Regions from separate parts of the Siniperca chuatsi genome. Here region 1 is linked to region 2. The links are chromatin contacts, called in public Hi-C maps. All regions are on one chromosome and are shown on one strand. The core of a region is the stretch at or near the end of the contact, and the rest is flanking DNA. Distances in the headings are between cores, read along the strand shown.

Region 1 (3,036 bases), core at 379-2,878, 37 kb before region 2:
GGTTTATCATGTATCACATTTGGCCACTAGAGAGCTCCACAAAACATGCAATCGTCTGCTAATGTTCCAAACATGAGGCTGTAGAAGTTCAGAGATTTATTGCACGGAACAATTTTGCTCTCTGACTGCCACATCAAACAGGAAACAGTAGTGGTGGTGGCAGGAGTTAAGACCAACGTTTGCAGCAGAAAGGCGTCATGCAACATGCTTCAAAATGCCCTTTAACTGTAGGAATGCACCTGTTGGCGATGATTCCAGTGTACAGTTCAGCAATATGCTTGGCTTTCACTGCTCAACACAGAAACCTTCACCCACCTCCACTGTTTCGCAACGTCCTAACAAAACAATCACAGTCTCAGTGCATGGTGATTGTGCATGATTTCCTTTCTGCACTAACGGCAACACTGCATAAACACATTAATAACAAACTCAGAAGAGGTCTGACAACAAAAAGGGGGAGGGAGGGACATGTGAACAATGCAATGCTCGTGACTTTTTATGCATTAGAAATTACACTTGATAGGCCAGCATCAATAAATTAACCAGACATATTTCATTTAAATTTGATTAATAAAGGGAAAGATGCCATTGATTGCACATGCACAGACATCACCATCACTATTCCTGGAGTGACAGAGCAAAGGAGACTTTTTAAAATGGAGCACACGTCTCAGGATCGATAAACTCTTTGAATGCAAGCCAAGTTTCTACAGCCAGTTGACTGGTACACTGTTATCACCATTCAACCTCCCCCTTAATGATTGATTTTTGACTGAATTACAGCAGCAGCTGAGTCTGGAACTAATTCAGTGCTAGCGATTGCCAAGTACCTGATACATCCTGGTAAAACCCACTGTTTGCTCTTCAACCACAGGAGGAGCTCTAAACTTAGCTACACCTTCATATTTTCTACTGAGAGATTAATACAAGATTCAAGATCCTTATGTGGTCTAATTCACCAGCAACAAAACAACAAACTGTTTACAGTGCTGCCTTATCTTGCCAGCCAAGCAAACAAGCACGTCTCCAGTGAGTGTTTCTCCTCCAGATATAGGTGGCTAGAGAACTTAAGAGGATCTTTTTCAATTAAATCCAGGAGGAGAGGCAGAAGGAGCTGCATCGATAGGAGGTGGAGGAGGAGGAGGAAGAGAAGAGGCAGCAGAAGGTGTGCAGCTGCTACCCAGACACCCATGTGCAGAGCTGGGTGGAGGGCAGCAAGTGGGTTGTCTGGGTGTGTGTGTTTGTATGAAAAGATATATATTCCAGATAGTATTAGACCTATTTAGAAATTAGGTATTGCATGTAAGAGAAAAATCTAAGCATGAAAACAACAGTAGGATGGCCTATAGCCTCACCTCCCCAGTTGTTGTCTTCAGTCAGTGCTGTCAGGTCCAGCCGGGGCACGTCCTCATGGCTCGTCCTCTCACAGTCCGGGTCCGAGCCTCGCACATCTCCGCCGCCGACCCTCCCCGTGTCACAAGTGACGGGCGACTCCTGGATCTTCATCCTTAATGTCTGCACAACCATGAGCGAAAAGAAAAGAGCGCTCAACGACGATGACCAGCCTGTGAACACACTCTTTAAGTTGAGCCACACACTCCCTCAGACTGGCCCTGCCCTAACAGAGAGGGCTGTTCCCTGCTCGCGATTGGCTGCCTCAGAGCCCAAAACATCCGCCCATTTGTCTTTGGCTGTGTCTGAGAGAGCAGGAGGGAACTGGCTCCGCCTCATCTTTCACCCACTGGAATCCCTCACCCCTCCCCCTCTCCCTATCTTGTTTTCTCTCTACAGAAGTCCTCCTTGCTTTTTCTCCTGCCTGACATGCATATATTCCCCACCCTAACTCGGCTCTGGACTTGTTTGTTTCACAGCAGCAAGAACAGAAGGGAGGGGTGGATGGGTTGTTAGAGAGAGAAAGGGAGGGAAAGAAAAAGCAAGCAGATTGTGAGCCAGCACACGTAGGCTGACTGGATGTTTTTTTTTTCTCTCCCTATCTGTCTCTCTCTGTAGACAAACGACGAGATATTACATGCAAGCATTCTCCTCCAGCACCTCATTATTTCTTCTATTTCCTCCCATTGTTTAGCCATCATTCATCAGCTTCTCGTCTCTCTCCTTCTGTCTCAAACTTTCTCAAACTCCACTTTGCTTATCCACGATCAAAGCTGTGTAATCAAATTCTAGTATCATGTAAATAATTTGGGGAGACAACATACTCAGCTGGTCATGTATTTAGAACGTGTCCATTGCTCACTTAGCACTAAGCCCATGGGGTCCCATTTCCTCCGGGCGTGGGACCAAGCTATTTTTAGGGAAAACAGATCAAGGCAAACGGCTACTAGATCTCATAAATGCCACAGACGACTTACAGGAAGGGGTGCACTTGAATATGGTTACAACAGCCCTTGTTTTTTTTTTTTGTTAATGACACTAAGTTGTTGTCGTTGTTGCCTGGTTCATGAGAGATTACGGTACAACAGCATAATTAGTCTAAGGTGTTCAGCTGTTACACGCACAATAACTTTGATGTGATATGAATCACGTAGGATACAAAGTGGTATTAGTGCCCGGAGAACGTGCAGGCTGTGAGCGACTAATAGCAGAAATTTCCCCTAAGTAGCACTTACCGTCACTGTTTAAGTACATACTTTATCAGCTCACTCAATCAACATTCAAGGTCCCCTTATCACAGATCCTCTAAATAACATTCAGAGCAATGACATGCTCAGTTGTATCAGCTTCTAGACCCAATGTGCACACAAACAAATCACCAGTCAAAGAAACAAACACAGAAGTAATACTTCAAACTGAAGTACACAAAATTCAGAGTAATTATGAGAGCACAAATAAGGAACAAATCAGGAACTAACAAAGGTCTAGTGTGTCTGTGTGAGCAAACAATATGACATATGGATGTGAATATTAATAAATGTTCTCTGAATATGATTTTTAGACTGTTTTTTTTTTTTTTTTTTTAGAAATCTGTCTCTGTGGTTGTTGTCATTCAAGAACTAATAGTGTACACCAGCAAACACT
Region 2 (3,098 bases), core at 113-2,612:
ACTACATTGTACTGACCACCAACACGGATCTATTTCATATAAACATTAGCACCTGGTGTTCCTATGGGTATACCACACCTTGACAAAAATAAGGGTTGACTGTTCTCCTGTGCAGCCTTCTCCGTTTCTGTCTGTCTCAAATATATTGCTGTAGTTCTGGATAAGCTTGACCATGATCTTGTTACAGATATTTTGGTCCTTCATTGCTTCGAAACCAGGAGCCACACTGGAAGAGAGGGAGAAGAGACAAAAAATAAAAAATTAAAAGCAAACCGATGAGATTTCATCAAATTCTTTAAACATGACAGTAGCAGTTAGTCGACTTGATCAACAAAGCAGAATTCAGTTGCCCTAGTAAGTCTAAGGTCTGATGCTACTGAACAACTATGTGATATGTACACTTGGCTTTAGGGCTTAACTGTAGTACTAATTATATAACTTCAACACACACGCACAAGTACAGCTTCTGATGATGAGAACGGGTTGTACAGTATGACAGAGTATCCAGTACAGTTTCTTCTTCTCTATTCTGTCCAGTGAGACCTGATCTTTTACCTGGCAGGGTTTCCTAGCCTGAACACCCCAGTTTATTACTGGAGATGCTCACCAGTATGATTTGAATCTCACTGCCCAGTAAGCCAATCATAAATAGACTAGTGAGAACAGAGGTACTTAGCTCAGCAGCTGCAGGGAGGCACATGAAGCCACTGATGTTATTATTTATTTATGACAACATCATAGTAACACTTGAAAACACATTTAACATCAACCATTTCTTATATGTCATTTGACATTTATTTCAAAATTGTTCACTAGACTCAATTAGTGTTCTTAACCTATAGCATGTGACCTTTAAATTAATATAATGTCAGACTTTGAAGAGTCAAAAATCTGATTCCAGAGGTTCATGTAGATCAAAAGGTGCATTGACATCTTTTATTCATTTTTGAACCACCGATGAAATCAGTCAGTTCTTTTTCAATCAGTTAGTCAGAGCAGTATAAAGACGTGTCTGACAAAATGTAAAGAAGCTTATTAATGAGACATTTATGAGCAATGTAATGTAATTTAAGTATTACTAGCAGATTTCACACTCATGATTTTATCTTCTGTGGTGGCCAGTGCTATCCTGTATGCTGTTGCATGCTGGGGCAGCAGGCTGAGGGTAGCGGACGCTAACAGGCTCAACAAACTGATCCGTAAGGCCAGTGACATTGTGGGGGTGGAGCTGGACTCTCTGTCGGTGGTGTCAGAGAGGAGGATGCTGGCCAAACTACATACCATCTCGGACAGTGTCTCCCACCCGCTCCATGACGTGCTGGTCAAGCAAAGGAGCACCTTCAGCGAAGGTCTCATCCCCCCAAAATGCACCACAGAGCGCCACAGGAAGTCATTCCTGCCGGTGGCCATCAAACTCTTTAACTCCTCCCTCTAAGTGTCAGTCTGTATGACCTTAAGTCACTAAACTGGACATTGGATCATTAACATCGCTGCAGTACTTGAAATATTGTGCAATATTCTCTGTTTAATACTGCTGTGCAATATTCTCTGTTTTCAGTTTTAAATTCCCTATTTATTGATATTTATTCATGCTTCTATTACTGCTGTGCAATATCCACCGTCTAATAAACATCTTAATAAGCTACACTTAACTTGACAGTACTCATTATTGCACTATTACTTATTACTTATATTATTACATTGTATTATATCGTACATACTTATCAACCTCTAATCACACTTATTTTAGCTTTTATACTTACATCGACTTTGTACTTAATTTATCTACCTGTATTATATTTTGATTTGCTTGGTACTTCTAAACCTGTGTGCATTGACGTGATAGTGAGCAGCTGTAATGAAAGAGTTTCCCCTTGGGGATCAATAAAGTATTTCTGATTCTGATTCACTAAATAAGCTACAGCACCACCTGCTGGCCAAATATTTTGACAGAGACAGAGACTTCACAGCAGCCATGTGCTCAATATGTACTATAACTTTTATTTTAATACTTAATTTAATACTCAGATTCATTTGTGTTTTTAAGTATACATGTGTCTTCTTTTTTCTTTATTAACCTACTTAGATGTTCCCCCAATATTGGCTACACTGCAAAGCTAAAGATTTTCTCCCATTCTGAAAAGTCAAGACATATATTCTGTTTCAAGTAAAAACTTTTATTTGGTCTTTACAAATTTAGAAAAACAGCTGCAATGTCTGTGGAGTAAACTTGTCTTGTGGGTTATTATCTTACTCAATATGTACTGCATGTTGTAAGGGTGGAATCATTCTACCCATCCTGCTGCTCTGACACATGAGACCGATGTTTAATATCTGACTCACTAAACTGAAATAGGGGAAAGATGATCGAATCTGTCAGCTTCAGCTATCATGACTGTTTGTCTGCCTATTTTTTCCCCAGACTAAGGTTGTCTTACTCTGTTAGACTGCAACAAACAGGTTTTGTAAAGGTCACAGTGAACACACCAAACTTGCCAAAACTTTCAGGAATGTCAGTTATGTTCTTCAAGGATATGAACACATTGAAGTAGGTCTGTATAAAGGACTGCAAATTTTGATGAATTTGTTAGTTTAGTTAAGTCAAGTTGCCTCCTATACCCTTGAGTGTCAATCACCATCAACCAATGTGAGACTGAGGCATTAATTTAACCCTAACCCAGTTATTGGAAATGAGACTGTGAGTATGATAATAGTACAAGTACTGTATAAGGCGCTTACACTTTGACTGGTACACCTTTAGCATTTTAAAATGACTTTACTCTATGAATTTATGCAATAAGTTAGATATCTTACTGTTTTTACTACAATTATTATTGTTGTTGCTTCATCACATGCTGCAATCTCAAGCTTTCAGAATTCACAGCCCAAGACCATCCTTAAAGCTTTTATATCAACAATGGATCAAATGATTGTGTAACGTGAAAGGTGTCGCTTGTAGTGACCACCCCACAGAGAATTATCACCCGACTCCTCAGTTTCTCTTCAGCTCTATGGAGCATTTTAGTCTCTTTCAGGTCATTGTTTTGTTTCGGCTTTGGATCACTCTCATCAACCTCATTTCCAGCAGCAGCAGGCAG

The links. A called contact is a pair of places that touch in the nucleus more often than the background predicts.
Region 1: a Hi-C map of skeletal muscle shows a contact between it and region 2, with 6 times the contacts expected there. The contact joins two enhancer-like sites. A contact is called at or near these places in 2 of 3 Hi-C or Micro-C datasets (skeletal muscle and an unstated tissue).

Annotation. Positions count from the first base shown.
Region 1 is chrLG3:12,047,338-12,050,373 of ASM2008510v1, reverse strand. fam13a (protein FAM13A) reads right to left here. Exons shown (of 24, transcript XM_044190835.1): 15 at 1,356-1,515. Among protein-coding and RNA genes, the nearest start is that of herc3, 48 kb to the left of the region's middle. Within about 2 kb of position 1,628, the one cell type or tissue checked has an H3K27ac peak away from gene starts, as active enhancers do.
Region 2 is chrLG3:12,009,840-12,012,937 of ASM2008510v1, reverse strand. fam13a (protein FAM13A) reads right to left here. Exons shown (of 24, transcript XM_044190835.1): 5 at 79-226. Among protein-coding and RNA genes, the nearest start is that of fam13a, 15 kb to the right of the region's middle. Within about 2 kb of position 1,362, the one cell type or tissue checked has an H3K27ac peak away from gene starts, as active enhancers do.